5 separate regions of the Sus scrofa genome follow, and all the other regions are linked to region 2. Evidence: chromatin contacts called from public Hi-C and promoter capture Hi-C data. All regions are on one chromosome and are shown on one strand. Each heading gives the region's core, a stretch centred on a gene start, on an enhancer-like site or on the middle of the called end of the contact. The rest is flanking DNA. Distances are from core to core; before and after follow the strand shown.

Region 1 (3,374 bases), core at 434-2,933, 280 kb before region 2:
AAAAAAAAAAAAAAGAAATCCAGATATAAGGTTGAAAGAACTTGTAGACACAGAACCTAAATGTTGATCATGTTCTGCCCTGGAAATCTTAGACACATGGTCACTATCTATGAGAAACCCCAGTGCAAGACCAACCACCGAATCCAGGACCAGCTGAGTTTCACAGAGGCTGCAGAAATTCCTAAGTTTACCTATGCCTGCTTGTCCACAGCCTGCCCCAGGAGAAATTAAGTAGAACAGAAACATGCTTAAAAGACTAGGTGGTATGCATTGACCATAGGTTTCTACAAAACTGAAGCCAAGTCTTTTTCTTTTTCTTTCTTGGCAGCCCACAGAATATGAAAGTTCCCCTAGCCAAGGATCAAACAGAAGCACAGCAGCGACACCAGAAGCCACAGCAGTGACAGTGCCAGATCCTCAACCCACTGCACCACTTGGGAACTCCAAGCCATTTAATTCCATTTTCTTCATCCCTCACAATCCACCATTTACATACACACACACACACACACACACACACACACACACACAGAGGCACATCTCATTTGAGGGGCCTGGTAAATAGCTATAGCAAAACAAGTCTGAAAAAAGGGCATGGACTCCTGAAATGCCTAAAACATTTATAAATAGGTTTATTATATCAGCTCTTAAGAAATAGAGCCGGGGGAATTTTTTCAAGCGACAGCAATGTTCCATATTTTTATAGGGTTGTGGATAACAGATGGATAATAAGGTAAAACTCACCTAATCGGATTGATGCATAGGTTGTGATAGAGTAAAATGTTAACAGTAGAATCTAGGTAGTGGATATAAGAGTGTTCACTGGAAAAATCTTTCACCTTTTTGGGCAGGTTTAAAATTTTCCATGATAAAATGTTGGCAAATTATTAAATTTAAAAATTTAATTTAAAAAATGTGGGAGTTCCCGTCGTGGCTCAGTGGTTAACGAATTCAACTGGGAATCATGAGGTTGAGGGTTCGATCCCTGGCCTCGCTCAGTGGGTTAAGGATCTGGTGTTGCCGTGAGCTGTGGTGTAGGTCACAGACACCGCTCGGATCCTGCGTTGCTGTGGCTGTGGCGTAGGCCGGCAGCTGCAGCTCCAATTAGACCCCTGGCCTGGGAATCTCCATATGCCACGGGTGCAGCCCTAGAAAAGACAAAAAGCAAAAAAAATAAAAAATAAAAAAAAATAATTCCACCCTTAAGATCTGCACGACACCGTATGGTAATAATATCTTAAAAAAAAAAAGTAAGAGAGCTGAAAAAGGAGAGGGTTAAAAACGTACTAGATGGAAAAAAATCTATCCCATCACGGCATGTCCTTGGGCACTAGCTGTCTTGAACAGATAAAAACTAACTTCGGCTGATGCAGCTACGGAGTGAGCTGCTTTCTTCCCTTCTGGGCTCAGACCCTCCTCTTTCTCTCTTCTTACCAAGAGTTGGCTGAGTCAGAAAACGCGAGAGCGGGTCTCTACTTTCCCGCAACATCTCGACCGCCTGAGCTGCGTACAAGCCGAGACTCACCGGCAAGGTGCCACACTCGTCCCCCGCGGCGGGTCTGGACCAGACGCAGCTCCGCCCCTGCCCAGTGCCCCGCCCCTGCGCAGTGTTCCGCCCCGCCCTGCCTATGCACCCCGCCCCCTGCCCCGTGCCCCGCCCCCTGCCCCGTGCCCCGCCCCTTGCTCCTAGTTTGGCTGCAATCCCGCTCACAGACTGTCCCCAGCCGGTGCGACCTACGGGCGGGTAGTTCCTGGGCACGATGGCTTCGCCATTCGTGGCTCCGGTCACGCGGCAAGTCAGCGGTCGCGCCGCTCCAGCCTCAATTCCAAGCGGCCCCGAGAGTGGGCAGCCCCTGGCCGCCACCGTGGCCGAGATGCCCGTGCTGGACGCCTCCGGGAGGCGGGTGCTGTTCGGCTCGCTGTTCCGAGAGCGACGGGCTGTCGTGGTCTTTGTGCGGGTGAGCGCGGGCGGCGAGACAACCCGGAGCTGGGACCTCGCCCGCAGGCTGGGACGGAGGTTGCTTCCACGGCCCCAGCTAGGGGAAGTCCATCGGGTCCCTCAAAGGGTCCGGGGCCCGAGAGGGGAGACTGCTGGGCCTGGCCCTTCCCGTGATCATCCACTAGAGGCTTCTGGAATGCGAACTGCTCCTCTTGCTTCCTTGAACGGGAATAGAAAAGCAGCCCGCCAAGCCAAGGCCATTTTCTCAGCAAGCGAGGAGGCCTAGCAGGGACCGGGTGCGGCCTAATTTCAGTGCACTTTCGGGCGCTTCAGACTTTTTTTTTTTTTTCCTCTGACATCTTTTTCTACCTGCATGGGTGTTGCGTGAAGTAGTGTCACGCACAATAAAGTACTTGGTCCTTTGTGGATTCTGAAGTTGTTAGTTGCTAACTTGTCCTTTTTTGCCCATGTTGGGATTTCAGCATTTCCTGTGTTACATCTGCAAGGAATACGTAGAAGATCTGGCCAAAATCCCCAAGAGTTTCTTACAAGTAAGTTTCCTAAGCTTGAACAGCCGCGTGCCCGCTTCAGGGCAGCCTTGCGAAAGTCATCTGTCATTTATGAGGACTGCAATGGGATGAGGTGAGAGGAACGCGCCTCCTCTCCTTCGCAGACACAAACCCAGACTATTGCCATTCCACACATCTCTCCAACGCCTCTAAAAGGGGGTCAGACGCGTTAGAAATCTGTTTCGGGCCGTTTCATTCCTGCCTGATTATAAACATATTATCCATAATAATACTTTTGATGTTATTTAATAACTTGCTGTTCTTAAAAGTTGATTGATGACCAAAACCAAATGTTAGAAATTATTGCTGTTTCCTTCCCTTTATTTTTGCAATAAATAACACTCCAGGGGAGTTCCTGTCGTGGCGCAGTGGTTAACAAATCCGACTAGGAACCATGAGGTTGCGGGTTCGGTCCCTGCCCTTGCTCAGTGGGTTAACGATCTGGCGTTGCCGTGAGCTGTGGTGTAGGTTGCAGACGGGGCTCAGATCCCACGTTGCTGTGGCTCTGGCGTAGGCCAGTGGCTCCAGCTCCGATTGGACCCCTAGCCTGGGAACCTCCATATGCCGCGGGAGCGGCCCAAAGAAATAGCAAAAAGACAAAAAAAAACAAACAAACAAAAAAAACACTCCAAATAATTGTTCATTATAGGAAAATACTAGTATATCTTAAAGGTAAACTTTTGTATTGTTAATGGAATGCACATTCCACATCCCTATGACAACCACACGCATGTGTATTTCTTCAGGCATATAAAAATTTGTCCCCAGATGAGGGTTTTTTTTTTGTCTTTTTAAGGCCTCACCTAGGGCATGAGGAGGTTCCCAAGCTAGGGGTCAAATCGGAGCTGTAGCTGCTGGCCTATGCC
Region 2 (3,433 bases), core at 829-3,328:
GTATCTGCGACCTATACCACAGCTCACAGCAACTCCAGATCCTTAACTCACTGAGAGAGGTCAGAGATCAAATCCGCAACCACATGCTTCCTAGTTGGATTCGTTTCCACTGCACCACACAGGAACTCCTCAGAGCCAGCTTTAACAGAGGATTTTTATCAAGTTATGTGACCCTGGGCAAATCTCCAATTTCCTCACCTATAAAGTGGAAATAAGTAGTATCTACCTCACTGAACTGTTGACAGCAGTAGAAGCTAAGTGAAGTGTCCATCCATATTATTGTTGGATATACACTATTATAGTAGATATATGCTATTATTATAGTAGGTTTCCAGGAAATGGTAGCTGCATACTACTTCGTTTGTTGAAAAGATATTTTTCACTCTGTTCAAAGTTTAAAAGATGCAAAGAGTTATATGTTGTACCTTTTGGAATCTTTCCACCCTGTTTCCTAGCCACATAATTCCCCTCCCTGGGATCAACTTGTTACAATTCTTGTGTATCTTGCTAGAGATATTTTGTACACATAAAAACAAAAATGTGTATTTGTTTTTCTCCACTTTTTTTTTTTTTTTTGCCACGCCCCTGGCATGTGGAAGTTCCTGAGCCAGGGATCTCACCGGTGCCACAGCAGCGTCCCAAGCCGCTGCAGTGACAACGCGGGATCCTTAACCCCCTGCGCCACAAGAGAATTCCTTTCCATCTTTTTTTTTTTAACGTGAAAAAAAGCACACTTGTTTATACAAGTTAAGTTTGTTTTTAAACAGTTGTGGCATAGCTGAGTGTGTGTATTTGATAAAGAGGGGGAAGGGAGAGAGGGGTAGAGAGGAAGGGGGAAAGGGGAGAGCGAGAGAGAAATATTCTGCTCTTAATCACCAATTCTAACACTTAAATACTGGATATTCATTGACTTATTCAACAAATATTTATTGAAGGCCTGCCATGTGTCAGACTAGGCCCTGGCAATACAGTAAAAAACAAGGCACAGTCACTTCTTTCACATTTCTAGTGAATGTGAGGCTGGGCATGCCATTTGCCCCATCGTCTGCTGTGCTGTGCTTCCGAGCCCCACGCTGGCCCTCGGTGGGTGACTGTCAGAGCTGGATTCGCCGGCTTGTTCAAGGTCCTTTCAATGTGGGGTGAGGTCCTCCGGGCACTCACATCTCCACGCCCTTGCAGATTCGGGGATGAAGGTGCGCCCCAGACTGGGTGAGGAACCACGGCGCGGGGACGGGGAGTCCTCGGGGTCTTTCGGGTATCTGTGCCGGGGGTGACCACGGACACACACACACACGCCTGCGTTCGTGTCCCCTCTGAGCGGCGAGCAGCACTCGGGGACCTCAGAGACGACTTCCCTAACTACCCCATTTTGCACAGTTGGGAAACCGAGGTCCGGGAAGCCGAAGGCTGGGACCGATGACCGCTTCAGCCTCGGGGCGAATCGAGGGTGCGGAGAGGGTCAATTCACAGCGAGCCCAAGAGCTGGGCAGACGGGAGCCATTAAGAAAGTCGGCACCTCTGGGTGTCCACTAGAAATTGCAGGAGGAAGGCCTCGATGCCCCAGAAGCGGGTGGCGGGAGCCGGGGGCGGGGCGGGCTGCCTGGGCCCCAGCCCTTTAAATTCCCAGCCGCGCGGGAACCGCTGACCAACAGCCACCAGCGGGTGGGGCCGGTGAACGCGCGCCCCTGCGGGCCAACGACCGCCCCTGTCTCCGCCCCTCGCCGACACCTCTCCAATCGGCAACACTCCTGACGCCCGCCCCCGCCCATGGCCCCGCACCTCCCACCTCGACGACCCGCTCCGAGGACTGGCGGGGCGGGACCCTGGAGGGTGTGTCCTGGCAAGTTCAGACGTCGCGCGCTCCCGCGGAGCTTCGAACGCTTGTTGGCCCTTTTGGCAGAAAAAAAATACAAGAGCGGCGACCAATGGCGTGGCAGAAAGGACCCGCGCACAGATCCGGCTCCACCCCGCTCTGGCTGGAAAGGGGTCCAGGCCCGGCCATTGGCTCGAGCGACCTGTCACTCTCCGCCGCGACCAGCGGGCAGAGGCTTCGCGGTGATTGGCCCCGCCCAGGCGCGAAATGTAACGCGGGAAAAACTGGAGCAGGGACCCCGGCGGCAGGTTGTTATTTTCGGGGGCTCAGCGCCTCGCGTCCTGCTTTCCTGTCATCGCAACGCGGGCCGCCTGCTGCTTCCCGCGGCTGCAGCCTGCGTTGGGGTACGAAGAGCGGAGGACCGGCCTGACCCAGGGTTGGGGTCCAGCTCCGGCCGCCTGGTGCCAACCGAGCCGTTCCGCTCTTTCGTTGGCCGCGGCGCAGGAAGGTTCCAGGAAACGTCCGCCTGCCATGAGCCGGCGGGACTGAGAGCCGGCAACTCGGAGCAGCGCGGGCTAGCGGAGCGAAGGGCCAGACCCGAGCTCAGGGAGTGTGGCCCACGGCCGCTGGGGCTGCGGATCCGGGTCGGGCAATGATCCGGGGTGTGGAGGCGCCAATGGCGGACAACCCGCCGCAGCCGCCGCCCGTCATCTTCTGCCAGGACTCCCCGAAGCGGGTGCTGGTGTCGGTCATTAGGACGACCCCGATCAAGCCCACATGCGGCGGCGGAGGGGAGCCGGAGCCGCCGCCGCCTCTCATCCCCACCAGCCCTGGCTTCAGCGACTTCATGGTGTACCCGTGGCGCTGGGGTGAGAACGCGCACAACGTGACGCTCAGCCCCGGGGCTGCCGGGGGCGCCGCCTCGGCTGCCCTGCCTGCGGTCGCCGAGCACTCGGGGCTTCGGGGCCGGGGCGCGCCCCTGCCCACCCCCTCGGCCGCCGCCGCCTCGGGAGGTGAGGACGAGGAGGAAGCGAGCAGCCCGGACAGTGGCCACCTCAAGGTAAGCGGCACCGGCTGGCGGGGCGCGGGGCGGCGAGGGCCCGTTAACGGCGCGGCCGGACAGCCGGCAGCGCCCGCGGACTCGGCGGGTGGGGCGGGGCCGAGTTTAAAACGCGAGGTTGCTCCGCGGCGGCGGGGCGGGGGCGGGTGACAGGACGCTGACGTCACTGCCGCGCGCCAAAAAATTGCTCCTGGGGGCGGGGCTTCAGTCACATGACACCGGCCAGAGGGGGTGGGGAGGCCCAGTAGACCCGAAGCCACTGGTCCGCTGGTGCACTGGGTTGGCGCGCGGCCTGGGGTCGCGGAGTAACGCGGCCAAGTGGCTCTGCCAGTAGTACGGCAGTCCGCTTGGTCCGCTCTGGCGGAAGTGGGAGAGAAGGGCCGCGGGCCTTGAACTGTTCCTCTGGGTGAGGGAAGGGACAGGTTGCCCAGTTTCTGCTTCATCACCGCAGATACCCCGACCCTGCTAAAGATGCTTTGCTGAGATGGCCGAAGAAAAAGAGGGGATTTAGGGGATTCCTCCCCAGCGGGAATTGAGCCCTCGCTGTGTTGTTTCATGCA
Region 3 (3,476 bases), core at 780-3,279, 510 kb before region 2:
GTAATGCATTATCTAACAGGTAGATAATAATCCACTCCCTTAGTTAAATGGCTTTCTCCTGAATTTAGACATCATTTGATTTAATTTTAGGTTCTGAGCACATTTGTTATAAAAAGAGCCTACTTTTCCCTCCGTTGCATTTGTATCACATTCTAAGAAACGAAGGGGCTCCCGCTCTTCAAAGTAGCACCAGCCACACAGTTTCCTGTCAGACTATTGCTCAAGTTACAGACATTCATGAAATAACAGGTTTTTCCACCACCTGCAATCTTCAGGAGGTGTGACCCAGGGCAAGTGTAAAACCCACGTGCTAGAGTAACTTGGATTTTTTGTGATAAACTGAGTAAACAAACGGACAATGGCTAGACTTTGTATGACAATAGAACCCTGACCTACAAAAGGCATCTCTGCAGCAACCAACTCAAAACAGGACTTCCTGAATGGCTACAAACTTCTTATTTCTGCTTCCATTTGCAGGACAAACCAGAGAAATCCAAATATTCTCCCCAAACCAATCACACAAGATGTTCCATTTCTAGTTAACCCTCCTCCAGCTCCCTCATAACAGTTTCAAATCAGGGCTTATGGAAAAGTCAGTTTTTTCCTTATAAAGCTTTTCTTCACCCTCCTCATAGCAAGTTGTTCCCACGTGGTTGGTCTTCCTTTACTTCCAAGTGTGACAGCCAATGACTAATCCTAAAAAAAAGAAGAAAAAAAAAATCTCCAGCCATATGCAATACAATGTATTTTTGTAACCACATGAGAATTTCATGCTCCTAGTTGTGTTTGAGAGGAAAGAGATTCTACTTCAAAGGGGATAAAATATGAATTTTAATAAGTTGATTTTTACAAAGACTATTCATGTGTGCCTCTACAAAAGTTATCAACTTAATTTTAACTAAGAGTTTACAGATCGACATGCACTGTGATTCTATTTTTTGTTATATAAATATCCCTAGAACAGAGTTAATGGGGGAGGGGAAGTGAGTGTTTATTTTCTAAAACATATTTTCTATAACGAATGTTTCTTACATAACTTTAAAAAGTAAAGTTCCTGATTAAACTCCTTAAATCTTTAGCTCTAGTTTTTCCTCCATCTAAAAGATGTCTTCAAGCCAGTTAAATCTAAACCCTGACATTAAATGTGACTAAACTACTTTAAAAAAAAAAAAAATGTACCTTTCCTGTATCTCAAGAGAAGCACTTTGGATACTAAGGAAGACTTAATGATCCAAAATACAGAGGGAAGAAATGCGGTTTATGCCCTTTCTCAAACACTCGTCTCCCCTTTTTATTAAGCCAAATTTTCCTGGAAATAACTCGTTTTTGTTGGTTTTGAGAAAGGACTGAAAGGCGAGAAGAATCCCCCACTGGGGAGGACAGGAACAGGGCATTGCAAAATGCCACGACTTCCCTGCGAAGGTCCCCTTTCCCTCCTCCTGGGATTTGGGCCACGATCAACGCGTTCTTGTGTTTTAAAACACTGTAATTCCGCTTGGATTCTCCTCAATCCCGCGGGCTCAGCACCCCTCCGCCCCGCCCCACCTGTGCTGTGAAGCGGCAATCCCTAGACTAGACAGTTCTCAGCCCCGCCGCAGATTTTCACCCCAAACTGTAAGACTAAAGGAAGCGCAGGGTTACGCTCAAAGTCCACTTGGGGGTTCCTCTTAAGCGTCTTTTCGTGAACGAGCGCCAAATTCGAGGTAATTAGTTGATCTGGATCCCTAGGGAGGCGCTGGACATCCCCCCCGCCCCCCCCCACACACACACACCCCCACCGACTCCTCAGCGCTGCCCAGAGGCCCCCAGCTCTACTCTTCGGTTCAGGACAAAAGGCACGCAGCCAGGCCTCCCCTGGAACAGGTTGGGACACGGCGGCGTCACGCGCCGGGAGTACTCACTCCCGGAGGCCCCGCCTACTTGCCAGATCAGCCAATCGCGGCGCAGGCAGGCGGTGGGGGCGGGGCCGGGCGGGCCGCAACCCCGGGTCTTAAAGGCTGAGTCAGGCGCGACCCGGCCAGAACCTCGAGCCACCGCCAACTTAGGAGAGATACGTACGTCCGTGGAGTGCGCCTGCGTAGCGGTGGAAGCCGCAGGTCAGCGACCCAGTTCGGGGCCGAGGCGGGTACAGAACCGGGACTGGAGGAGGGGCTATCCAGGGATTCCGGAGAGGGGGCAGGCGCGACTCCCGGGAACGCCATCGTCTGCCCGCCTCAAGTTGATGAGGCTGGGTCGGCGCTGCCTCGAGCTTTGGCAGCCTTGGGGTGGGGAAGGGGGAAGGGCGATTTGGGGAAATCCAGGGCGGAGCTGAGACCACCCGAGGGTCCCTAGGCCGGTCAGCCTCGGGGAGGAGATGGGCGCAAGTCTGTGTTGGTCGCGGCAGTCTGTCCCCCCCGCCCCCCCGAATGCTGGGCTGTAGGGCCCGTCGCTCCCTGTATGAGTAAACATTTTCTGGAAGTGGCGGGCGTGTGCGGAGGGCTGGGAGCAGGGCGGCACGCCTCTGGCCTGGCCCCTCCTGTAGCAGGCTTGCGGGCTCAGCCGGGTTCTCTGAGCCCCGGGTGAGTCTGGCCCTGTTCCGACGGGCCATACTGGGTGCTCTGAGTTCCGTCTGCCACAGGATCGCTGGGTTTGGGGGCGAGGGAGGGGGTGGGGGCTACATACGACAAGGATAGGCACGGTGGAGCGCTGGGCACATTCTCTGCCCGCATTCTCCTGGGAAGGGAGGAGACTGGGAAGGCCTTCCAAAAAAGGTTTCAAATAAAATAGAGCAGATTCAATGGCATATCTCACCCCTGCCTTACGTGAGTTCGGAGGAAACTCTTGGGGACCAGGCCCCTACTTAGGATCAGGCATCCTAATAAATAAAATTCCTGGGTCACCTTGGTACCTTCAGTAAATAACATGGATCAATGATTTCTTAGTTTTTACCTTAAAATTCCGACCCATAAGGTACACCAGAAACCCTTATCAAAACCTAAAAATTATCGTTGTACTCATAGTGAAGTCTCTTTCAGTTCCTATAGCATTTGTTAGCCAATTTTTCCTTTTGATGGCAGAATTAAATACCTATACTTTGTAAGTCTTGGACCTGGTTATTCTCCCCTGATATCCTTAGCCTTCTTCCACAGACCTTCCATAAATATTTGAGAAGATCATTTAAATGTTTTACTCCAACATAGTGGCTCTATAATATCTCAAGAGAAAGTAGGACAGCTTTTTTAAAGGATTGATCTCATCAAATACTAATTTCTTTTCCTTCCCTAGGTTTTTGAAACATGAAACCTTCACTCTTCCTGACCGCCCTTTGCTTGGGAATAGCCTCAGCTGCTCCAAAACTTGATCAAAATTTAGATGCAGACTGGTACAAGTGGAAGGCAACACACGGGAGACTCTATGGCATGGTTGGTAACATGTAAAAGGGAGCCCACCGAGAATAGTTCATGCTTTTGGAGTTTGTAGCCAGAGAGTATTTCTGG
Region 4 (3,180 bases), core at 212-2,711, 420 kb before region 2:
CCCATAAGGATAGGAAATTTAATATCTTTTATTTAATATTGCTTTCATAACATCTAGAAAGATGTCTGTTGCATAGTAAATCTTCAATAAATGTTTGTTTCATGAAGTGATAATTTTCTATCCATGGGTGATCTTTATGTTAAAGTCTATTATGATTGATTTAATATAATATTGATTTTGGAGTTCCCATTGTGGCTCAGTGGAAATGAATCCAACTACTATCCATGAGGTTTGATCCTTGGCCTAGTTCCGTGAGTCAGGGATCCGGATGAGCTGTGGTATAGGTTGCAGATGCGACTTGGATCTACTGTTTCTGTGGGTGGCAAAGGCAAGCAGCTGTAGCTCTGACTCGACCCCTAGGCTGGGAACTTCCATATGCCACTGGGTGCAGCCCTAAAAAAGCAAAAATACATACATATACATATATGTAATATTGATTTAATACAATTTGACCAGCATTTTTGTGCTTATTTATAATTCATTAATGACAAAGGATAATGTCAGCAAAAAGCAAACAAACTTATGTGCACAGAAATCCAAGATCAATGGAATTTAATCAACAACATTTGTTGAAACAATAAAAGAATTCAGCTGGAAACCATGTGGTTTTTTTGAGATAAAAAAAGTTTAAATTTTTGTTTGAAAAATAGCTTGTAAAGAAAGTTTCACATTTGTGACTATACCAGTGGGTATGAATATATTTACATAGGAAATGTGGAAAGGTGTAATCAGATATTACAGGTGGTTATTATATTTAACTTTTCTATTTTTTGTTAGTTTAATTTTATAATAAACAGCAATTTTAAACAATTATTTGCTATTTATAACATACAGCAATCACTAGGAAATAATGTTTATGCATAAATCCAACAGATTCCCTGTATACAGTTACAGCTGCAGCACTGTCCTGAAACCCCACCCCACCCCCAAGAGAACCTCCACACTGGATTCTAGGCATCCAGTACGGGGCTTAGGGGTTAATGGTGCTGTTGGCTGCTTAGAAACAGGGTACAAGCCCCACATGAAAAATAATAAAATTATAATTTTACAGCTATTTAATTTCAATCGCCCTGCCATTTTTTTTCTTGCAAAATCAATTTTCCTACATAACTCCAAAATTCTATCACACTTTACCTAAGTATTGGTAATTTTAATATTTTCAAAATCCAATACATATTCAAGTTTCCCCAACTGCTTCCAAACCACTTATCAAAAAACAAACAAACAAAACTGCTATTTCAATCGGGAGTCAATAGAGGACCACACTTTGCATCTGGCAGTTAAGCTCAAGTTTAACCCGTTCTCTTCCAGGTTGTTGAGATCCTGGGCAGGAGACAGCACTTTCTAGACTGACCCCTTCAGCTTTCTAAACTGCGCAAATGCCAAAGTAGCGACCTCCAGAGCGGACGCGGAGGTGTATGGGAAATGTAGTCTCGAATCAGTCTGTTTTACCTCGCGGCACTCTGGGAAGGAGAGGCTAGGCTTCTTTTGCGCGTGCGCAGCAGTAGTCCCGTCACCTCACTCGTCTTCTCTGGGCTCCGGGAAGCGGTTTGGGAACCTGGGGGGTCTGCTCGAAGGAGGCGCACCTGGGGTGAGAGTGCGGGTGACTAGCTAGGAGGGGTGCATTTGTGCCTAAGGATGGGAACGGAAAGTCTTTGGGACTCCCTCCAATGAGCGCTAGTGTATGAGCCCCAGCAGGCCCTCTGCCTGTTGGAAGGCTGGTAGCGGGGTACCCCTGCCCGCTGCTCCTGGGGCGCAGGTCAGGCTGATCCGGTTAAGAGCAGATGTTCAGGAGTTCCCTTGGTGGCTCAGCGGTAAGGAACCCGACTAGTAGCCATGAGGACATGGGTTCGATCCCTGGCCTACTCAGTGGATTAAGCATCCAGCCTTGCCCCAAGCTGTGGTGTAGGTCGGAGCAGTGGCTTGCATCCGGCTGCTGTGGTTGTGGTGTAGGACAGCTAAACTCCGATTGGACCCCTAGCTTGGGAACTTACAAATGCCGTAGGTGCGGCCCTAAAAATACCAAAAAAAAAAAAAAGCAGATGCTCATTGTAGGCCTGGGGGTGTGGGGACCGTGTGCCCAGCCTCGCCTGCAGCCTTACAGGGAAAAAAAGCCCATGTCAGCAGCAGGGGGGAAATAATTGCATTTATGGTACTGAGGGTGGTCCTGGCCTCTGTGATGAGAGCCCCAGCTCTGGATCCAGAAGGGCCTTGGTAAATTCCCCCTGTCACCTGTACGCAGGGTGACAGAACCTGGATAAGAGTACAGTTTCTCGAGTGAAAATGGTATTAATGATGACTGTTTTATAGCATAGATCAGAGGCATCACTTGTAAATTATTTAGACAAATGCCAGATACTGAGCACTGGGTAAGTGACAACTGCTATTGTAGTTGGAAGACACTTTATTCTTTTCATTTGATGGCTTTATGTAACCCACACAACCACATTAACAAATACCGAGGCACAGATTGGTGGAACGATGCTCAGGTCACAAGCCAGCAGTGAGGGAGTTTGGATGCAAGGGCATGTGTGCGGTTTACTTACAGCCTCAGGCTTTGTCTCAGTATCACACCTGCCCAAAACCATCATTGTAGCCTTAACAGCACTTAGCAAAGTGGCCTGTCCCCAATTTCCAGAAATATGAAGGAACGTGAATGTAGATGGATTCCAACCATGTGTCAAATGTATTCTGGGACTTCTAGTGTCTCTTCAAGTCACTTGGGTCAGAGGTCCCAGGCCCCTTCTGCATGGTCAGGCTCTCTTTTAAGTCTGATATTATAATGAATTCCGAGAGTTAGACTTTTACTCCTAAAATGAATTTTTTTCTTGGATCCATGTTCCAGTTACCGTGAAACAAATGGACCCTTGTGAGGTAGGAAGCAGGGAGTCTCTATAAACAGGAGTCTTAACCTGGAGGAGAGCACCGCCTGACCTTAAACCTGTCTCCAGAACTTCAGAGCAGAGACAGAAGAACCCAGAAAGGAGCAGATCCTAGATGCGTAAGGTCAGAAGTTGTTCTTAATCTCCCTGCTGAGAATGAGCCAGTCGTGGAAATGACGCCACCTCTAGAAGCCAGCAGACTTATGACACTTGGGAGTTTGGACAGCCTTGAGAAGAACAAGGTGAGCTGGGTGGCTTAGGGACAGGCCACTTAGGAAAGGCCACTTTCTTGGAGACC
Region 5 (3,116 bases), core at 500-2,999, 300 kb before region 2:
TCTTTACTTGATATTCTTGTACATTAATGGCATATTATCAGTGTATTGTCTCAAGATTATGTTACATGCCAAGAATTTTCATCTATATATAATTTTGTTCATGCATTTTAATGAGTTAAATGTCACATTCACCGACTTCTTTGAAAATAGGCTAATTATTTGTCCTTACAGATATTTTGCCTAAAGTTTCTTTATAAATGGCTTTATTTTTCCTATCATAGAAATAATCAAATTTCCTTGCCCGTGCATTCTCTTAATAGTAACCCAAGCAGACTTTTCCCACTTCAAAATTATTAGCAACAGTTTAACCAAAGCCATAATTTCTAAAACTGATGCTTGTCTGCAGCTCTGCTGTAACCGCGGCCAGAGCTAGTGTCATCAACATAAAGTCAATTTCAGAACCTTAGAAAAGAGGCACTACCAAGTACTTCAAACTACTGACACTTCAGTGAAAAAAATCTTACAAACATGCTTTTGAATTGACATCATTTAGAAAACTTTCAGGTCATTTACACTGAGTTAAAATTGTTAAGTCAAGATGCAGACAATTTCATGAGACTGGTCAACCAAGATCCAACAAAACAAGAATTATAAGTAACCAAATAATCACACATTCATCATATGTAACTAATGGAGGAAACAAACTTGACTTGGGCATTTGTATTTGGGATAGTCTTTCAGAGTGAATCAATATGAACTACCTCTCCTCTACCTGGCTTTGGACCAGTAACAGGACATTAGGGGTTCAATCCCTGGCCTCCTTCAGTGGGTTAAGAACCAGTCCTTGCTGTGAACCGTGGAGTGGATCACAGACGCTGCGTGGATCTGGGGTCACCGTGGCTGTGGTATAGGCCAGCAGGTGCAGCTCTGATTCGACCCCTAGCCTGGGAACTTCCATATGTAGCAGGCAAGGAGTAAAAAGGAAAAAAAAAAAAAAAGGTTATGCAGATCTAACAAAGTGGTTCTGAGGTTTATTATAAAACAAATGGCTTCTCAGTGTAACAGTTATCGCTTAGTTGACCTTACAGATGAAACTTATCTCTCAGAAGATTTGCCACTATTTCCAGCTAAGAAACCACTCTTCCCTGGGTTCTTTCGGTCACCCCTACCTAAAGGGGACAGAGCTGGAATTTATCTGGGTCTTTCTGGCTCCAGAAATCTGGGTCTCACTAGAGAATACTCCTTCCCTCCACCCCCCCGCCCCCCCGCTTTTTGGGACAGTCATGGTGGGAGTTCTCTTGAGTCACGGGGGGTTAAGGATCTGGCATTGTCACTGCAGCCTTGGCCCAGGAACTTCCATATGCCCCGGCAAAGACCAAAACAAACAAAAAAACGCATCTTGCCCTCTAGTCTCCACCAGGAACTTTCCTCTAGAGGGGTTGGGGCATACGGTCCTCTCCAAGCACCCGCTCCTGACGCAGCCCAGCCTCACCTTGGCCCTTGGAGCCCAAAGGACCGCGGCCCCCCTCACAGGTCGAGGGAGGCACACGCACTTTAGAGTCCCGCCTGAGGGACTCGCGCCTCTTCCCGTCCCTTCTCCCCAGACATGAGCCCATCCTTCCATGCCGGTAGCCCCAGATTCCATACCACCCTCGCGCTCTCACTGCAAGTAACCAACTTGCCGCAGCACACAGAACTCGCGGTTAAGAAACGCACTCCAAGCCGGGGACGCGAAGACCGGGGCACCCTGGCAAGCGCAACTAGATCTGCGCATGCGCAGATGGAGTTTCCCCCCCACATGCCTCTCCCCTCCGTGCTGCCCAGGGAGCGAGTTCCACTCAAGACTACATTTCCCAAAAAGCTGCGCTGCTGGTCCCAGCCGCGACTTAGCGGTGTTTTCGTTTTCGGATATAGGCTTGGACCCTCTCATTTGCCGTCTTTGCCTGAGACTACTCAAACTTTAGGAGTTAGACTTGGAATTTATCGCCTAATACAATACAGGGTCCTCGATCAAATCCTGATTGAGGAGTTCCCCACTTGGCTCAACGGTTAAGGAATCTGACTAGCATCCATGAGGACACAGGTTTGATCCCTAGCCTTGCTCAGTCGGTTAAGGATCGGGCATTACAGTGAGCTGGGGTGTAGGTCCCAGAGGCGGCTCGGATCCTGCCAGCTCCGATTTGACCCCTAGCCTGGGAACCTCCATGTGCCACAGGTGCGGCACTAAAAAGCAAAAAAAGAAAAAAAAAATTCCGATTGGAAAAAAAAAAAAACAGCAGCTGCCAAAGACACTGGAGACAATCGTGGACGTTTGACTATGCACTGGGTCACTCTTAAATATAAAAATGATATTGAAATCAAAACGAAAACATAGTGAAGTATTTAGGATTGAAATTATGTCTTTGTAAATTAACGCATTTTCAGGAAAAGATTAGACAAGGTGAATATGGCAAAATGTTAAATTTTTTTACATTGAGGAAATGGGTACAGATAAAAGCATATTTCACCACTTTCTAAGTGCTTGAAAATTTTTTTTTATTTTTGCTTTTGTAGGTTCCCAGGCCGGGAGTCTAATTGGAGCTGTTGCTGCCGGCCTATGCCAGAGCCACAGCAACGCGGGATCCGAGCCCCATCTGCAACCAGTAGGGGTGACAGCAACGCAGGATCCTTAACCCACTGAGCAAGGCCAGGGACCAAACCCACAACCTCATGGTTCCCAATCGGATTCTTTAAACCACTGCACCACGATGGGAACTCCACATTAGCTCCTTTAAAACAGCTGCCTGAGGAGTTCCCATTGTGGCTCAGTGGAAACAAACCTGGCTAGGATCCATGAGGACTCAGGTTCGGTCCCTGGCCCCCTCAGTGGGTTAAGGGATCCGACCTTGCTGTGAGCTGTGGTGTAGGCCAGCAGGTGTAGCTCTGATTTGACCCTGTATGCCACAGGTGAAGTCCTAAACAAAACAAAACAAACACACAGCTGTCTGAGAAAACTCAGATCTCCCCAAAGAAGTTGTTTGCTCCAGCCAATACATGAAGCTAGGGTCTCCCTCCTGCTCTCTGTGAGAGGATAGGAACCTTATTTCAATAAGTTCCAGGGAGCAAACCATATGGATTTCATGGACCAATCTTTTGCATTTTTGAATTTTTCACTTCCCGCACTCTACTGAGCCCCC

Evidence for each region. Promoter capture Hi-C pulls out the DNA fragments that hold promoters and counts their contacts. Hi-C and Micro-C count contacts between places; a contact is called where the count stands out from the background.
Region 1: a contact with region 2 is called in a promoter capture Hi-C map of fetal liver, with 5 times the contacts expected there. The contact joins the promoter of AAED1 here to the promoter of ZNF367 in region 2. A contact is called at or near these places in 2 of 5 promoter capture datasets (fetal liver and liver) and 3 of 47 Hi-C or Micro-C datasets (embryonic fibroblasts, heart right ventricle and liver).
Region 3: a contact with region 2 is called in a promoter capture Hi-C map of fetal liver, with 3 times the contacts expected there. The contact joins the promoter of CTSV here to the promoter of ZNF367 in region 2. A contact is called at or near these places in 1 of 5 promoter capture datasets (fetal liver) and 6 of 47 Hi-C or Micro-C datasets (embryonic fibroblasts, heart right ventricle, liver and 3 more).
Region 4: a promoter capture Hi-C map of fetal liver shows a contact between it and region 2, with 5 times the contacts expected there. The contact joins the promoter of ZNF782 here to the promoter of ZNF367 in region 2. A contact is called at or near these places in 3 of 5 promoter capture datasets (fetal liver, fetal skeletal muscle and liver) and 1 of 47 Hi-C or Micro-C datasets (liver).
Region 5: a contact with region 2 is called in a Hi-C map of liver, with 4 times the contacts expected there. The contact joins the enhancer-like site here to the promoter of ZNF367 in region 2. A contact is called at or near these places in 4 of 47 Hi-C or Micro-C datasets (embryonic fibroblasts, heart right ventricle, liver and 1 more).

What each region holds. Positions count from the first base shown.
Region 1 is chr10:25,426,448-25,429,821 of Sscrofa11.1, forward strand. AAED1 (thioredoxin-like protein AAED1) reads left to right here and starts at 1,684. Exons shown (of 6, transcript XM_003130856.4): 1 at 1,684-1,958; 2 at 2,422-2,490. The coding sequence starts at 1,761.
Region 2 is chr10:25,705,633-25,709,065 of Sscrofa11.1, forward strand. ZNF367 (zinc finger protein 367) reads left to right here and starts at 2,079. Exons shown (of 5, transcript XM_021064593.1): 1 at 2,079-2,873. The coding sequence starts at 2,466.
Region 3 is chr10:25,200,368-25,203,843 of Sscrofa11.1, forward strand. CTSV (cathepsin V) reads left to right here and starts at 2,030. Exons shown (of 8, transcript NM_213892.1): 1 at 2,030-2,096; 2 at 3,265-3,401. The coding sequence starts at 3,276.
Region 4 is chr10:25,282,501-25,285,680 of Sscrofa11.1, forward strand. It overlaps ZNF782 (zinc finger protein 782), which reads left to right and starts at 1,462. Exons shown (of 6, transcript XM_021064572.1): 1 at 1,462-1,591; 2 at 2,846-3,180.
Region 5 is chr10:25,404,817-25,407,932 of Sscrofa11.1, forward strand. No RefSeq gene overlaps it. Among named protein-coding and RNA genes, the nearest start is that of AAED1, 22 kb to the right of the region's middle. Within about 2 kb of position 1,750, at least 49 of the 83 cell types and tissues checked have an H3K27ac peak or open chromatin away from gene starts, as enhancers often do. A contact at or near this core is called in embryonic fibroblasts, liver and skeletal muscle, where this site is marked.